Regions from separate parts of the Mus musculus genome. Here regions 1, 2, 4 and 5 are each linked to region 3. The links are chromatin contacts, called in public promoter capture Hi-C and targeted proximity ligation maps. All regions are on one chromosome and are shown on one strand. The core of a region is the stretch at or near the end of the contact, and the rest is flanking DNA. Distances in the headings are between cores, read along the strand shown. Region 1 holds the start of Zhx2 (zinc fingers and homeoboxes 2). Region 2 holds the start of Tbc1d31 (TBC1 domain family, member 31). Region 3 holds the start of Taf2 (TATA-box binding protein associated factor 2). Region 4 holds the start of Derl1 (Der1-like domain family, member 1). Region 5 holds the start of 9130401M01Rik (RIKEN cDNA 9130401M01 gene).

Region 1 (3,705 bases), core at 729-3,228, 2.6 Mb after region 3:
ATCCCCAAATACTGGTGTTGGATAAAAGTTGACAAGACTCTCAGATCATAGGTATCAGATGAGTCTGAGAAAGTCAGGGCACGATCCGGATTATAGTCACCAACAAAGATCTGAATGGAATCCTCCTAAGAACCCCGTCGGATTTTGTCTCTCGTAAGAAAGGAAGCACTAAAGCCAGTCCACAGTCAGAATCCGGTTTTCTGGGCTTTTAAACCTATCTAGGAAGAAAAAGACAGACGGACAAAGACGAGTGGGGGGCAGGGAGAAGAGAGAGGCAACCCCTCCACCCTCAGTTAGCAATAACCCAACTAAAGCTGGAAGGCAAGTAAGAAATTTAGCATGCGCGCTGATTTAATCTTAAATAGAAAAAAAAAAAACCTAATACGAAAGAAAAATGCCAGCAGAGGCTCCCTAGAGCCGTGACCATCCATCAGCCCCCAAAACCAGTCTTCCTCTAGACTAAGTCATCGCCATTGGCCACCCCGCAGTACACAGCCACCTGTTGCTGTCCTGGCGCCCCGAGCGGAGTCGCAAGCGGCCGCTAGAGTTCGTTCTAATTCCCCGGAGCAGAGCTGGCTGGGAAGCCGGAATGCGATGCGCCTGCTAATCCGCAGGATGGGAGGCAATTCCGCAGTCTTCAAGTCCCAAGCCCTCTGTTTTCTCCAGTAACTCCTAGTGTCAAATCTGGGTCCCAGAGTTAGCCTCCACCCCCTACGGTGGGCTCCAAGAGCGCTCACACCCAACAAATTCCCAAACGCCCCCAGAATCTGCGAAGGGGGAAAGGGTCTCTGAGAGCAAGAATGCACAACGCTGACAGGTTGCTAGGTCCGTCATCTTCCCTCGGATGCTCCCTTAGAGAATTTTAACCTTGCGTGATCGCCGGAGCACAGCAGCCGGGTCTCTAGTTCACGGTTCCCAGGGCTGCAAAGGGCAGACACCACACACACACACACACACACACACACACACACACACACACACACGCACGCACGCAGATGGAGGGCTCGTTTGGAGACCCCTCTCGCCGGGAACGCGGCTGTCCCAGCTCCGAAAATGACCCGTCTCGCTTCTGGGGGACTCCAGTGTGCGCGCTGCAGGCGTGTGCATTTTCCCGAAGCTGAGAATCGCTGTGAATTCGGGCCACACAAGTTTGAGTCAGCTCCCCGGGTGTCTTTGTTTGTTTATGGGTTTGGAGGGAAAAAGTTTGAAGATCTTTAACCAGACTGAGCTCAGGCGCAAGCGGAAATCCCCAGCAAAAGTGATCTAACTTCAAGTGGTTATGTAAGTGGGGCGCCTTCTTCCCCGCCCTATTCCCAAGCCCTCTCATTACTATTCCGGGAGTAAAACGCATCTCGATTTAAAAAAAAAAAAAAAAGAAAGAAAAAAGTTTTAAAGTATGTTGTTATTTTCTTTTGCCAGAAGGCGGGCGAAACTCAAGCAGAGCCCAGGGCGCGTGACGACCCCACCCGCGTTCTGCCCCCACGCACTGCAGAAGGACCTGGAGTCTGGGGTGTTGCTGGCGCCGGGCAAGCCCTAGCGCCCTGCGGTCTCACGGTCCGCCACTCCACGTGGTGAGGATCAACAGTTTGTTGAGCTCATCAGTGACACCTTGAACTTTTCATAAAGAAAATGGGTATTGCACCGAGAGGGTTTGGCCGCGGCAGCGCGCCGGGTCGTGCTCAATAGTCAATGATCTCGCTTGCGCCTCCCCCACCTCTTCCCGCAAAAATTCCAATGAGTCCGTTACTGGACTCAGACTTTTAAGCACTCCCCCCCCCCCAACACCCGGGATGACCACTCATCTGAGCCTTTAGGGGCAGCCTCCCCCCACCAGCAACTCCCTCCTAAAAATGACATTTTGCCGAAGTCTGCGGGGGGGCCTGAATTTCACTTTGTAACTTTCTGCGGAACCCGAGCCCGGGTGGCAGCTCCGGTGGTGGTATCGTATGCAAATACGCATGCTGACGTTACAGATCATGTGGGTTTTGGCGTAGATTCCCCACTGATCGAGGCATTTTCCCCCTTTTTTTCTTTTTTCTTTTCTTTTTTTTTTCTTTTTCTTTTCTTTTTTTTTTTCTTTTAAAAAATTCGATCAACCGTTCTCCGTACCGGGGCTTTTTTCTGTCTATCTGTCTGTCTGTCTGTCTGCCAGGCTGGCTTTCCCCCACCACCACCTCTTTCCCACGGAGCCCGAGTCGGGCGCCGGGTGGGGAGTGGGGAGTGGGTGGGGGGAGCCAGCAGAGTTCCATTTTGGAACGCCCGTGCCTCGTCTCCGCGTTCCCAGCCCGGGTCCCCGCGTTCGCAGCCCCGGCGCAGGTAAGAAACTTCGCCCCGGCGCGGAGCACCCGCAGCGGGCACCGCCAGCCCGGAGCCCGACACGCCGGGCGCCCGCCACTCCAGCCCAACTTTCCCACCGCCGCCGCCGCTCCCGAAAATGTGTTGTTAATGGGACTTGGCCGGGTTAGGAATGGGGGTGCGCGGGAGGGGGGTGTTCAGGCTTTTTTTTTCTTCTTTTTTTTTTTTTTTTTTTGAGGGTGGGAGGAAATCCGCGGTTTCGGGGAGAGGAGTACGGAGATTTTTTTTTTTTTTATGAAATAGTTTTGATTACAAGTTTGGATAAATGGAAGCCAGACCGAGGAGGAGGAGGAAAAACATGTCTACGTTTCCCTATGTCGACATAAGCCACAAAAAAATATGGCGTCCGCTTTCGACAGGGCGTTACGTAGACTCGACTCTGTTTTTTATTTATTTATTTTGTGGCCGGCTTCCTGCCTTCTTGGCCAAACTGCGGCGCTTTGTGCAAACCGGGCAGGTCCCGCGGGGACTCCACCGGGACGTGGCCCCGTCTCGGCGCTTTTTGGAAGCCTGGGGGCTGCGTGTGGCTGCACCCCTCCCTCCCCCGCTCTCCCCTCTGCTCCCCTCTCCTGGTGACGATTCGCCGTAATGTGGTGGCAGGAAGCATGACGCCGTGTTGAGGCTGCCTCTCCTCGCGTCGCTCCCGGTGGCTGCAGGCGGCCGGCGCGCAGCGCGGCGCGGGCGGCGGGCGAGGGACCTGCGGGCAGGGCCTGAGTGCGGCGCTGTGCCCACGCCCCGCTCAGGTGCGCGGGGAGGGGGATGCGGGGGACGCGCGGACCCCGGGGGCCCTGCTGTCCCTGGCCTGCCGGGACCAGCCGGAACCCGGGTCTCCCGCCTAAGTGGCCGTGGCGTTTTCCAGTCTGCCCCACAAGAGGTTAAGCATTGCTGGCTGGCGTTGGAGCGTCTTTGTGGCTTCCCCCAGGACTTGGGATCCTGAGCTTTGCAAACTTGCCCTTTCCCTAGCAGCTTTGCAGGAGACCAACAAGCTCGGAAAGTTGGAAAACAGGAGCATCACAGGAACGTCCCTTTGGCCCCCTAGCTGTACTGTGCTCTGAAGGTGGTGGAGGAGGATGAGGAGAGCTTATCCAACGGGGTGGGTGGAGGAGACCTGTCGCGGCAGCCAAGTCGTGATTTGCCCAGACTTCCACCTGATTGATTGGCTTCAAAGCTAGTGGGGTCTCTGTGTTCCACTGTTCCGCGAAGGCCTTTTGTTGGGGGCGGGGAGGAGGAGGAAACACCCCTCCCTCTTCAGAGTCAAGGCTCAGCTGGGGCCCCAGGCATCACTGTCCTTTAAAGCCCAGCGTTCTCCATTTGCTGCTCTCTGAAGATCTCTTTCTTTCTGGAAGTGAA
Region 2 (3,419 bases), core at 572-3,071, 2.8 Mb after region 3:
GAGATGGCTCAGCAGCTAAGAGCACTAACTACTCTTCCAAAAGTCCCGAGTTCAAATCCCAACAACCACAAGGTGGCTCATAACCATCCGTAATGAGATCTGATGCCCTCTTCTGGTGTGTCTAAAAGACAGCTACAGTGTACTTACATATAATAATAAATAAATCTTTTTTTTTAAGTTGAGTTTCATCTAAGAATATCATTCTGGACTATTCTTGTGAACCCTAAATCCAACTGTAACTGTCCATAGTAAATGGCAAGTCAAGCTCTGAGACTTAGAGAGAACCTTGTGAGATACCGACTCAAATAGCCTTGCATGAGTGCCCCAAAGGGAACAGGAGACAGAAGCAGGTGTGGGTCAGAAGTGCGGCTGATCTATGTTAATGAGGGAGCAGTTGTAAGAAGCTTACTGAAGCTGACAAAGGGCAGAGGCTATGTTACAAGTGTCATTACAAATAAATAAATAAATAAACCAAGTACCATTACATGCCTCATTAACAACAAGAAGGAAAGACATACATACACATCGGATAAGTCTTTGGCAGAGCCTGACTATGTCTGGATACACACCTTAAGTCTCAGGAGTCATACACACATCAGATGACTACAGCTCAAAACCGATCAGGAGAGAAAGGTCCTTTCCTAGCAGTGTGGTGAACTCAAGTCGTGTTCCCTTAAAAATATTTACACTCTCTTTTGAAAACCTCATTTAATTTTTACTTTAAGATTTTTCATTTATTTTCATATATGAGAAAAGTAAAGAGATATTTGCAACAAACAAAAGGTGGCTATCCCAGACAAAGAAGAAAATCTTTGTTGCCAGACTCTGTTGACACGGAATGTTGAGAGAATACATTTCTGGTCTTTTCATTTGGTTTTTGGTTTTTCGAAACAGGGTTTCTTTGTGTAACTCTGGCAATCCTGGAACTAGTTCTGTAGACCAGGCTAGCCTGACCTCATAAGATCTGCCTGCTTCTGCCTCCCAAGTACTGGGATTGAAGACGTGTGCCACTACTACCTGGCATTATTTCTGTTTTATACGCCAAACGTGGACCGATTTCATTAGAAATCGACTTGCAACTTCATACATCACTGAAGTGGAGTTAAAAGTATTATCTAAATTGCTTCTCTGTGAATTAAGTGCGTTGGCCTGTTAAGCACGCGGGACAGCCACACGTAGTAAGCACTAAAGAAACACTGAGTGAATTTTGCTAAGTGAAAAAGATTTCCGATGCCAGTGCAGCTGGTTCTTGACGTTTTTTTACTTTTCTAGATTATGAGGAGTGGGTTGCAAACCATAATGTGGGAGCATCTTGTAAATTTACGCAATTAAAGCGTGATGAGTATGGCAAAAAATAAACAAAAACAAACCAAACAAAGCGGAATTCATTTAGGTCTGTGGAGTTCTGCCGTGCCTGTAAGTTCTAGGAAAGGAACTCCTCCATTTCTCAACGAACTTGTCTTTTGCATCTTTGTTATTTCTATAAATCTCTTATTCTAAACGCAATAGAGAACGAAATGCAGGAGGCAGCAAGCTCTCAGGAGAAAAACACTTTTGGTGTCTGTTTGAGCCTATAGGTGTCAGAGAATTGAAGTCCCAGACTTGGTTTTCAGAAAACTACAACTCCCTGAAGCCTTTGGGTCGCAGAATTAGAAGCCTCAGAAAAGGGGTGGAGTCTAGAGAGAAGCCGTTGGTTGTTTCCATTGTCCAGAGTGGAGGGACCACAAGAGCGGAGGTGGGCGGATCCCCGTCCTGATTGGTTGTAACTAGAAGGGGCGTCCCCCGCGTGATTGGCACAGTCCTTGGGGGCGGAGACCCCGCGGCGGCCGCTCGAATTTCCCGGGTTGGGCGCGCGGGGACTGCTGGGTAGCTCTCGGGACGGTTACCCTCACCGGGTCAGCCGCGGATCGGAGTCGGGGTAGGGGTCGGGGTTCGACATGCAGAGCACTGACCTGGGCAACAAGGAGAGCGGCAAGATATGGCACCGCAAGCCATCGCCAGCCACTCACGACGGGTGAGGCCGCGGGCTGTGGAGACCGACGAGGGGGCGGGTCTGCGGGAGACTGAAGTGGGAAGCGTGGAGGAGGAATGCTGGCCCGGGGATTCTGACTCTGGCCGTGCGCTGCATCCCTGGGTTGGGACCTCAGGAGGAGCAAGTAGCTCCGGAAACCGTAGATTGCAGTTGTCCCAGAATCTGGTCCCTGGTCACGGTGAGAGGCAGGCAGGAGAAGGCTCTACGACTTGTGCAAAAGAATTTGCAGTTCAGCTGAGTGCCAGGACTCCACCTGCTTTGATTTATTAATGTCTATTCCAGTTGGGGGGAAAAAAAACTCCAGGAGGTGATGGGAGCAAAGAAAGCAATGCACATCTACCTTTCCAAAAGCCGATGCTCTCCATCCTTAAGTCATTCATTACATTGCACACCTGTAATGTTGAGAGCCTAGTGTGGGCCAAGCACGCTTTTCACTATGGAACAACGCTGGAACAAACTTAAGTTCTGCAGTGAGTGTTGCAGGGCCTGTCATTGGTGCGGGGACTTTTACCCGCCTGTGCTTCCTTTTATTCTGTTTGGAGTAGCGGGTTTAACACGCAGCCTCTTGTGTGACGTCAGTGGGAGTCTTTGCCCCCTCCCCCATTTGTTTTGGTTCCCATGGTGCCTGCCTAAGCGATCTTGGTGTTTCTGATTACCTACGTTTGCGTGGACTGCATAGTATCACTTGGGTTCATACCTCGAGGTTTGTTTCTCAAGAGACTTTTCTATTTATCTTTTAGTTGCTTCCCTAGAAATCAGACTAAGTGTTTTTGTAAGCTGAAAGCAGTTATAAGTGGATCAGCCACTTATTTGACTAGCCAGCCAGCCACTGTGGTTTCTGGTGGCTGTCCACCCTTTATCAGTGCTATTCACCCGTTGACCTATTGAATAAACAATCTTGTCAATAGTGGAGATTCTTCGGCGTTTTCCTTTCAGCTCGGAAAGCAGTTTTGAGCCAGGACAGCTAAGTTGAACCAGCCAGCAGAGCTCAGAAAGAACTAAAAAGGGTGAGCTTACTCAGCAGTAAGTCTCAGAGGTTGAGAACATTCTAGGTTTAGATTAGGTTGTCCGGAGGCTAGAAGCTTTGGGGACTAGGCCTAGGTTAAGAAACAAAAGGCAGTAAGCCTCCAGGATGACAGTTATATCAGGAGAATAAAAAACGTGTGTGTGTGTGTGTTGATGTGTGTATGTATGTATATATGTGTGTGTGTATGCATGTGTGTGTTGATGTGTGTATGTATGTGTGTGTGTGTGTGTGCATGTGCATGTGTATGTGTGTGTGCATGTGTATGTGTATGTATGTATGTATGTATGTATGTGTTGATGTGTGTATATGCAGGTATGCTTGTAAAGCCCAGAGATTAGCATCGGCATCTTCCTTAAGTGC
Region 3 (3,565 bases), core at 851-3,350:
CTCAAACATCCCTACAGTCCAGTAGTCAAGCAGGAAGTATTTAGAGGTCACGTAACTAAATGATATTATAGATCAAGTCTATTAGAATAGGACTAATGCTTACTTGTTTAGCCCTATAAGTTATAATAATGGGTCCCTACCCAGTGAAGTAAGGGCTATTATGGTGGAAAAGGTGGACTGTTCATTTCTCTATTCCAGGATACTAAATGCAAGCAAGCATATTCTCTTGTGGATTACAGAAAGTAACAGCACAAACATGTGAACAATGTCCACCAGAGGCTCTTTTGCTGGGCTACATGTAGGCAGTAGCTTTGTTCTTCTACCAATACGTTATTTACCCATTTTCCCTTTACCTGTATACACTCAGCTCCCTCATTCATAAAATTTGGACTGAGGGGGCTGGAGAGATGGCTCAACAGTTAAGAGCACCCACTGCTCTTCCAGAGGTCCAGAGTTCAATTCACATGGTAGCTCACAACCATCTGCAATGGGCATCCGATGCTGTCTTCTGCTGTGTCTGAAGACAGTGACAGTGTACCCACATATATGAAATAAATATGGCCAGAGCAAGCAGGATGGGGGGGGGGGAAGAGCTGGGACTTAAATCTTATCTGTGTCAAGAGATTACAGTGAAGAATCAATGGGTTAATATACATATCCCTTAAGGAATGTCTTATAGCCGGGCAGTGGTAGTGCATGCTTTAATCCCAGCACTTGGGAGGCAGAGACAGGCGGATTTCTGAGTTCAAGGCCAGCCTGGTCTACAGAGTGAGTTCTAGGACAGCCAGGGCTATACAGAGAAACCCTGTCTTGAAAAACAAAAAACAAAACAACAACAACAACAAAAAAGGAATGTCTTATAGACAAGAGCAATTCAACTAACACAGTATAATTCTATCAATCACGTTGACTCTAATAATGCTAAGCTTCACTGAGAGGTATCATGAGTTTCCTATACTGCTGAAGTAAAAACTTAAATTACAAATACTCCCTAATGTTTTCACGTTCTATCCCCAAATAGCAATGTGTGACAAATATTCCAAATGACACTCCATAAATGAACAGCTGAATCTAAGACTGCTATGACTACAGGCTGTCCTGTCTAATGCACAATGTGAAGGTGTTTGACTATAAAGACTTCCTATTGCACAATATACTTAGCATATTTGAACATTTTAATCAGGAAATGGGAAAAGGTGGGGAGAACAGAGAACAGCATGTATAGCAAACTAGACTTGAATTCTTATGTCTTATTCTGGGGCACCATATAATCTGGAAGACTATAGAATCCCCCCCAAGAACTGTGAAAGGCTGACTTATGATGACCGGGAGTGATCTTACCACAACTGATTTTCGCTGGAAGTTTATGTTGTTGATACAGACGACCTGATGGGTTGTATATATAAAAAAAAAGAAAGAAACGACTATTATTATATGAAAGCATAAATCTAAGTACGAATAGGGACTATATACTGAGCCGCTCAAAAACCACACAGTAGTTTGTCTTCGAATTCTACAAAATGAGTAACCTGCTTATTTTAAATCGAGCAACAGCCATGAAAAGGTTTGTCTTGACAAAAAAATATAGCGGTACTTTAAGAAAGGTTTATGAGCCCGTGGGCGGGGAAGGAGTATGCTGAACAATTATTCAAAACCGTTTCACCCTACAAACATCATGTCCCCTGGAGTGGGCTCTAATTTCCCACTAGTTTCCCGGACTCATCAAGTCACTCACAGAATCAATGAAAACAAAATCAGAGCAGGGCGAGAAACGGAGTAGGGGAAAGGTACTTATAATTTGTACGGCCGTGGGCTTTCGAAGCCCTTGTCTCCTTTCTTCCTGTTCATCCTGGAGGACTCTAAGCCGGTGGGCGGCATGAAGAGCTCCTGCGGGGCTCGCCTTTCAGGCTGCACGGGGCGCTGCAGCGCATTCCCGGTAGCGGCCCGTGCACCCGGAGCGCCTAGCCACCCGTCCTCCGCCTCCTGTCCCCTCCCCGACCACTCTCAGCCGCCTCCGCCCGGCCCCTGTCACACAGATGAGCCGCGCTACAGGAGCTCTAAGCGGCCGCCGCCGCCTGCGGACATCTTGCCGGTCACCTCTGACCGGTGACGTCAGAGGAAGTGGCGCGGCCGCGGAGGCAGAACCCGGAAGTCTTGTCCGGGCGTGAGTGGGCGGGGTTTGCACGATAAGTTTGGGATTTCTCGTCTGGCTTTTCTCCTTTGTCTCAAAACTATTTCTAAAATTAAGAGAGCAGAGGGAAGATTTACTGGGTGAGAAAAGGAAGATGGGGAAGGAAGGAAGGGACGTTAAGTGTTAGGCGAATCGTGCTTGTGGAAGACAAGAAGGGATGGAAGGGGCGAGGGACTAGGACCTAGTAATGGTCCCGAAACCATTGCTGTCAAGAACAAACTCACCCATTTGGACCTTGTGGTTTAAACTCCAAATGTGTAATCAGACCGCAGGGAACTCTCAAGCCAGAAGTCCCATGGCCTCCGTATTTGTCTTATGAATTAACAGATTTTCTTTTTGACATTTTTGAAGCTGTGGATTTTCTATTCTTGAGGGTTAAAGATGCAAACCAATGTCCGTTAATTCCGTTAGAGTATTGTCCATTAACATTTTCCCACCTGCACAGATTTCACTCCACCTATCTTTTTTACTCCTGACAAGGTCGTTAGCTGACTTTAAATTAATTTGAACTTTTCGTCTAAACAAAACCAATTAGGAAAATAAAGCCATAACTTTATTAAACCTTCCAAAACTAGACTTCGTTTTTCCCAATGAACATTTATTTATTAAACCCACACAAAGTAAAGGCAGAGCTCATAAATGGCTTACACAATCTTTATGCAGGACCACTTCCTCAAGCGTTCTCATTTGCTGGGACCATCGTCAGACTTATAATTTTTTACAATTCCCTCAAGGTAGCAGTAGGCTTGTTCCAAGTTGCAATCTTCTCAGAAATGCAGGTGAATGAAGTGCAGTGATAATCATACCCAGTGGAAACTGTTGTTTTAAAGATAGACTGGGGGGGCTGGTGAGATACCTCAGTGGTTAAGAGCACCGACAGCTCTTCCAAAGGTCCTGAGTTCAAACCCCAGCAACCACATGGTGGCTCACAACCATCCATAACAAAATCTGATGCTCTCTTCTGGAGTGTCTGAAGACAGCTACAGTGTACTTACATATAATAAATAAATAAATAGATAGATAAATAAATAAATATTTAAAAAAAAAAAAAAGAGGGCTGGAGAGATGGCTCAGCGGTTAAGAGCACTGACTGCTCTTCCGAAGGTCCTGAGTTCAAATCCCAGCAACCACATGGTGGCTCACAACCATCTGTAATGAGATCTGATGCCCTCTTCTAGGGTGTCTGAAGACAGCTACAGTGTACTTACATATAATAATAAATAAATCTTTAAGCAGGAGTGAGCAGGGCCAAGCTGAAGTGAGAGAGGTCAACCAGAGCGAACAGAGGTCCTAAATTCAAATTCCCAGCAACCACATGACAGCTCACAACCATCAATACAGCTACAGTGTATTCATATACATAAAAAATAAATA
Region 4 (3,311 bases), core at 113-2,612, 2.8 Mb after region 3:
TTGAGTCCCAGCACTAAACAGGAAACCCAAAAAAAGAACTCAGGGATGTCTCTATGACTGCTAAACCCCCCTAGCAAACACAGTTGCTATTTGCAAAGATGAAAGGGAGATTTGATTATATGTCTACTGGTCACCAGGTGGTGATTTCCACCACTACAATAAAGATACTCACATATCCGACAGTCTCCCATTCATGTGTTTATGCCCCTTGTATGATAAAGATCTAAGTCCAAGGGATGGACTACAGAGGATCCTATAACGGACTCCAAGAGCATATCCCAACATCTGGGTGAGGAAAATGAGAAATCAGCAAAGGAGACGAGAAAATAACATCCAGTGGAAAGTAGAAAGAGAAGGCTAAGGAATGTGTGGAAATCCAGATCTAATATAATCTGAGCGTCCCCTGATTAAATTTTTATATCACAGAATCAATAAAAATAACCTCTAGGAAACTAACATTCTTTGGCTTAGAATGATAATCTTGACTAATATCCTTAATGCTTAAGAAAATTAGTATCTCCCGTTTCCTGAGTAGTTTATTCATTCACTGGTAACATTTAACGGCTATATGCCAGGTGATCGGATAGGGCCCGTAGGAAATACAGATAAATTAATTCTTATTAATATCTGCCTTTACACCACTGCTTTAGGGAGGAGAGAGAAACTGTAAACACGCTAACAACCCACGCAGAATTATGTCAAGTAGACACCACTGATTAAGATGGCATCGCCACCCACGACATAGATAGAAGGAGGGAGGAAGACATTCAGGTAGGTGGGCCCAATTTGCCAACAGAATGGCAACTTACCTCTCACTTCAGAGTGCGGAAGGCGGGAAGTACAATCTTGCCAGACAGGTATTGTGAGTCACGTCCTAGCAGGCCAGTCCGCGACTCTAAATTATCTAAGCCTTAACACTCGACCCCAGGACCTCCCGGGACCCAAAGGACCCCAGCCTTAAACCCCTGGAGGCGGACGCACTACAGATCCCACCAGCCCCAGCGCGCCCCGCAGCCCGGCGAACCCGTTCCGTAGCCGCGGGGACACCTGGGGGCTGTAGTCTCCACCGCCCTACGCCAGCTACTACCTGGAAGCGATAGAGGAAGGCTTCGGGCCAGAGGAAGAAGTAGGCCGGGCTGATGATGCCGAGCTTGCCGATCAAGGGGACAGCAACGGTGGCAGCAAACCAGTAGCGCGTGATGGCCGGGATGCTCCTGAACCAGTCCCCGATGTCCGACATGGTCGCCCGTCAGGTGACCGGCTGCGCAGCGCCGCGCGTCCTCCCGTGCCCACCCCGCGCTCCGCGGCCGGCTTGGCCAGGGAAAGTGGAGGCGCAGCCGCTGTGCAGGAGGCGGAGACCGACGGACGTGGCGCCACCGAATTCGGACAAGCTAGGCAGCGATCACAAGAGAAACTTCCCCTTCCGGTGGCCGCGGTCCACGTGACCAGAAGTGTCCCGGCGGCTTAAAGGGCCAGTGCCGTTTTTGCAGCTCAGTACCGGGACTCGACGTCCTGGGGTGGGGCCAAGCAGGAGAGGCGGGGCGACGACGGCAAGGCTAGTAGGAAACAGTGGTTACCCAGAGCAACGGCCAGTCTTGCAAACCAATGGGGAAGCTACATGCCCTAGTTCTCCCCGGAGTTGTAATCGGAGTAGTGCCTCTTGAAGAGTATTTATTTAAAGGGAAAGGAAGAGATAGCGCATATAGTTCCTCATTTAGTCACAGCTTCAGGCAAATTTTTAGACACTGGGGATGCAGCTGCGGCTGTGAGCACGGTAGCGGTACCTGAACTTTGCAGTCTCAGGGTAGACAGAAAAGCAAATGAGTTATGAAGAAGAATTTCAGAGGATACGGGAAAAGATTAGGATGATGGGGGGGCTAGAGTGGCAGCGGAGGACTGGGAAATCTTGAGACGCATTTGAGACCGCATTTATAATTGGACATGATCTGGTTCATTGGGGGGCTTTAAATTAGAAATGAAGATGGTTGTTTTAAACAAATGGTGGAAAGATACCGATTTCACTAGAACTTTTATTCAGTTGCTGGTTTTTGTTGTTGTTGTTTTGGTTTGGTTTTGTTTTTTTGAAAATATGGTTTAGGATCAGTAAAACTTTCCGTAAAGAACATAGGTGTAAACTGACCTGTAGTAAACTAAGTATCTGAACTTACTGCAATCAAAGAGATTGCTCACCAAAGAACCCTGGACCCATTTCTCTAAACAAAATCCAAAATCATCATTATTGGATGGTGGAGGGAGAGGAACTGTCGGCCAAACTGGAAGAGGCAGTGCGTTGTAAACACAGAGCTGAGGTGTAACATAATTACCATCAGGTCTGGACAATAAGAAAAGAAACAGACTCGGTGTTCTCAGATCGGGAAAAAAAAATTCCTCAAACTTAAAAAATGTGAAATTTGGGCTCTGGAAAAAAAAATTATTTAACGTTGTAAAGGAATTGAAAATCTTAGGTCCAAGTGGCCCACGTGACTCACATCCTCCAGGCAAAGACGAGGTCCATGTGCATTTCCACATACTTTCCAGTGCTCCATTATTTCAAACACTCTAGAAACACTGGCGTTTATACTGTGACAAACCACTTCTTAGCAGTACCTAATGTTGTGAAAGTCACTTCATCTCTCTTTGGGGTCCTTGCCTTTAGAAGGACCTGGTAACTGGACGGTAGAGATGGCTCACATGGGAATGCACCTCAAAATGAGACATCCACATAAAAGCCTAGGAAGGAGTCCAAGGTAGATGTGGGGGAACAGGCAACCCCACACTCAGAAAGCTTGAGAGCAAGAGTTTCAGGACATCCCAAACTGCATAGCAAGATTCTGTCAAAAAAGCAGAAGGAAAGAAGAAGAAGAAGAAGAAGAAGAAGAAGAAGAAGAAGAAGAAGAAGAGGAGGAGGAGGAGGAGGAGGAGGAGGAGGAGGAGGCTGGGGAGATGGCTCAGCAGTTAAGAGCACTTTCTGCGCTGCAGAGGACCTGGGTTCTCTTCCTAGCACCCACATGGTGGTTCACAGTCACCCATAACTCTGGTTCCAAGGGATCTGACCTTACCTCAGTTCTGTAGGCACCAGGTACATGCATACACCATGTGCATGCATGCATGCAGGCAAGACACTCATATACATAGAAATCATTTTTACACCTTTTTTGAGATGAGGCTTTTCTGTGTAGTCTTTACTATTCTGGAACTTGTTCTGTAGATCAGACTGGCCACAAACTCACAAAAGGTCTGCCTACCTCTGCCTCCCAAGGGCTGAGATTAAAGGCAGTGCGCCATCATACCTGGCTTGATTTAAAAATAAA
Region 5 (3,320 bases), core at 647-3,146, 3.0 Mb after region 3:
TCAATCTTGTTACCTCAAGACAGGGTCTCTCACTGGACCAGTCAGCTAGATCGGCTGCCAGCAAGCCCCAAGGTACTCCTGTCTCCGCCTTCCTGTGCTGGTTGGCACGCCCAGTTTATGTGAGTGCTAGGAATCATGAATCCTCATGCTAGACGCCAAACACGTCACTCACTGAGCCACCAATGACAATCTTCATGATGGCCCAGATTTTAAAAAAAATATTTTTAATACATGTTATACGTATGTGGGCCCATCCACGCTACTGAGCACATACGGAAGTCAGAGCATAACTGCTGGTTGGTTCTCTCCTTCTACTCTTCCAGCTCTGGTGATAGAACACAGTTCATCAAACTCGGCTGCAGGTGACTTTACCTGCTGAGCCATCTCTCTGACAGCCCAATTTTTATTAAAATGATAAGACGGCCTGTGAGATGCCTCGGCGGGTAAAGGCACTTGTCACTAGGTCGGACAACCTGATTTGATCTATGGGCCCCATGTGGTGGAAGGAAAGAATCAACAACTGCAGTTTGTCCCCTGACCGCCACACAGTGCCATGGCTCTCTCACCCACACACAAATAAATGAACGTGGTTTTAAAAAATAAAAGTTGTAATGATCACATGTCTATACATGTCAATGACAGATTTAAAAAATAAATAAAAGCACACGGTTTCAACCACAGTGAAGTTATTGGAAATGACATCACCAAGTGCAGTCCAGTGACTCTTAAAGTGCTATCTGCTTTCTTTTAGAGCAATTGAGAGTGAATAGGGACTGACAAAATTGTGCACAAGACGTAGGAAACTGTGATTATGGCGATGGTCCTATTATAAAAATGCTACAAAGGCACACAGAGCACAGGAAATTTTAACTGGAGTCAGGTTTCTGTGCATCCCAGACAAAGATTTGGAGGATCTGAGGACACATCTGTAAGACGACCTCTTCTGATGTAAACCCACTGGACATAAGGTGAGATCCAGATGTAACTACCAAGAAAGAATTAAAAAAAAAGGATGAAAAGCATTCTGCATGCCCAATTTTCCAGCCCCAAAGAAGCATCTCCTATTCTCTTTTACAATAAAACCTGCTGAGGCTGAAGAAAGTCTCTAAATTCTGTTGACTCAGTACAGTTAACATTGTAATAGCTTGGTTGTATTCTGAGAAATACACTTCACTGAGTATCAAGGCTCATCATAAGCGTGCTAAATTAGTGCCTCTCCTTCTACTGGGCCATCACAGTAAGAAAAACTTTGTTCTATTCTTTAAACACTGGGTCACTCGAGACGAGGTATTTGAGCCACCGTTAGGTTCGGCACTCTGCAACCATTTAGTCACATAGCTAGCCATCCCAACTCAACAATAACATATCCAAGTCTCAATACATTACTAGGAAATGATGAAACATAATTAGCTTGGAACTATTTTATTCTTCTAGGCAGCCAGCAGGCCTGCAAGGATGCTACGGCGGAGCACCTGGGCGGGGCTGGAGGCAGGAAGGGGGCGTGTGATGCTAGCCCGGGCCCGCCTGCAGGACACGTGGGTTGAGGGTGGGGGACGGAGACAGACAACCCGAGGGTACAAGAGTGAAGTCGCCGTGCTTGGTTGCAGGGCGGGTGGACAGTGACGGTGGTGGGCCTCGCCGCAGGCCGGCTCCAGAGCGGAGCGGCAAGAGGGGCAGCCGTCTCACCTGCGGCTCGCAGAGCTTGGCGCGGTAGGGGGAGGGCGGCTCGGGCCGGCGCTCCGGCCTCTGCTCGAACACCGAGTCCTCAAATTCGCCGCCCAGCACCCAGCATCCGGTCTCCATCGCGCGGAAGTGCAACTGGACCTCGAAACGAGGCGACACCTAGAGCGACGCCCATCACCCAGCCTCCAAAGCGCGCGACAGCAGCCGCGCCAAGGCTGCCGAGGCAAGGTAGAGTGTAGAGCGGCACCGGCGCGCCGCCCACACGGAAGCGGTGGGTTGTCGGCCGGAGCGTTGCATTCTGGGAGTGGTAGTCTTTCAGCGGCTGGGGATTTCCGTGGTGGAGCAGAAATTCTTGCCTGACTCCAGGGCCTCCTAAACCACCCAACAAAGGTTTTGACCTCTTTGTGTCTAGAGCTGGATAGAGTGAGTTCCTCCTGAGTACCTCGAATAGTCGTGGTCTCTGGAGAGCCAGTTAACTTGGTAAGTATCAGCTTTAAACCACTGACAGTATTCTCCCCATTTTATTTTGCATTTTATTTCTAAAATTTCTTTCCCAATAACTGTGAGAAGAGCCCGGTTATTCTTATCTTGTAAAAGGAGATACTGGGCTTGAAGAAGTCAGGTAACTTGTTCAAAAGCCCAGGGTCTCTGAAGAAGAGACCAGAACTCTTCACGCATTTACTAAAAAAACTAGACATCACAATTTAAAGACTTGGATCAAGGCTAGCAGAATTTTGAGACTTTCAAGAAACGTTTTGACTCTAGAATGTAAAGGTCGTGGACAAAACACTGGCTTGTGTTATAGAGCACTAATGTGGAGCTAGTAATAAAGCTTTTCTATTTGCCCTCACACTTGCTCCTCTTCCACCAGTTGCTTCCAGGGTTTTTCCTTCAGCCCTATTTTCTACTCTACAGACTCGTACAGGGCAACCCAAACCACCTCCCCGGATTTCAAAATTCATCTGCCCTTGGCTCACCAAATGTGGAACTCAGTGCATATTCAATAGCCTCATTGGAAGAGTCCACGCAGGGAGCCTCCAGGCAGTAGCTACTGTGGGATCCATCCAGAGAAGTTCTTTTTTAATACCTGGGGTTTTTGTTTTGTTTTCTCATCAGAAATGCAATACTTCTTATTAAGAAAAATTCAGATATTATAGAGAATTATAAGAAAAGTTCCTAATATCACCAGGAAAAAAATAATGTCCTAAAAAGGGCTATACTTGCCCTAATCCCAGTATGCCCTGTCTATGCCCAGAACTGTGTCAGCACAGTACTGAAGGACTGCAAGAGCCACGTGTGTGTGGCTCTGTTGCCTTGGCTCGCTAGCTGTGTGACCCAGTCTATAAAATGGGTATTGATTAAAATAAGGCACACAAAGCTTTAGAGGTGAAAGGGGTGTCATGGGTGTATTCAAGATCTCTGCTCCAGGAGCGGAGGAAGAGCAGAGCAAAGGCGGGCAAGGAGGAGTTCTTCCAGCTTTTTCTTTATGAAAGATATTTGATCTCAGAATGTCTTCCCTCCTGCTCAGGCCTGCTAGCTCTAGCCTCCTGCCCAACAACTGAACCAGAGCGTGTGCTAAAATGGCAGCAGTTGTTTAAGGGCTGCACGTGGGGAAGTGATAGCTCTTTGCCCTTTGC

The links. Promoter capture Hi-C pulls out the DNA fragments that hold promoters and counts their contacts.
Region 1: a promoter capture Hi-C map of liver shows a contact between it and region 3, with 5 times the contacts expected there. A contact is called at or near these places in 4 of 39 promoter capture datasets (hippocampal neurons, liver, neutrophils and 1 more) and 2 of 130 datasets of targeted methods (embryonic forebrain and large pre-B cells).
Region 2: a targeted proximity ligation map of astrocytes shows a contact between it and region 3, with 8 times the contacts expected there. A contact is called at or near these places in 4 of 39 promoter capture datasets (hippocampal neurons, liver and pre-B cells) and 1 of 130 datasets of targeted methods (astrocytes).
Region 4: a contact with region 3 is called in a promoter capture Hi-C map of hippocampal neurons, with 8 times the contacts expected there. A contact is called at or near these places in 6 of 39 promoter capture datasets (3T3-L1-derived adipocytes, hematopoietic stem and progenitor cells, hippocampal neurons and 3 more) and 2 of 130 datasets of targeted methods (astrocytes and extraembryonic endoderm stem cells).
Region 5: a promoter capture Hi-C map of pre-B cells shows a contact between it and region 3, with 10 times the contacts expected there. A contact is called at or near these places in 10 of 39 promoter capture datasets (the 3T3-L1 cell line, 3T3-L1-derived adipocytes, the C10 cell line and 5 more), 1 of 130 datasets of targeted methods (large pre-B cells) and 1 of 9 other capture datasets (liver).

Annotation. Positions count from the first base shown.
Region 1 is chr15:57,692,689-57,696,393 of GRCm38.p6, forward strand. It overlaps Zhx2 (zinc fingers and homeoboxes 2), which reads left to right and starts at 1,979. Exons shown (of 4, transcript NM_199449.2): 1 at 1,979-2,316.
Region 2 is chr15:57,910,378-57,913,796 of GRCm38.p6, forward strand. It overlaps Tbc1d31 (TBC1 domain family, member 31), which reads left to right and starts at 1,822. Exons shown (of 21, transcript NM_001081396.2): 1 at 1,822-2,014. The coding sequence starts at 1,938.
Region 3 is chr15:55,070,052-55,073,616 of GRCm38.p6, forward strand. It overlaps Taf2 (TATA-box binding protein associated factor 2), which reads right to left and starts at 2,101. Exons shown (of 26, transcript NM_001081288.1): 1 at 1,796-2,101; 2 at 1,342-1,396. The coding sequence starts at 1,878.
Region 4 is chr15:57,891,056-57,894,366 of GRCm38.p6, forward strand. It overlaps Derl1 (Der1-like domain family, member 1), which reads right to left and starts at 1,363. Exons shown (of 8, transcript NM_024207.4): 1 at 1,088-1,363. The coding sequence starts at 1,240.
Region 5 is chr15:58,032,398-58,035,717 of GRCm38.p6, forward strand. 9130401M01Rik (RIKEN cDNA 9130401M01 gene) reads right to left here and starts at 1,897. Exons shown (of 6, transcript NM_029418.4): 1 at 1,687-1,897. The coding sequence starts at 1,803.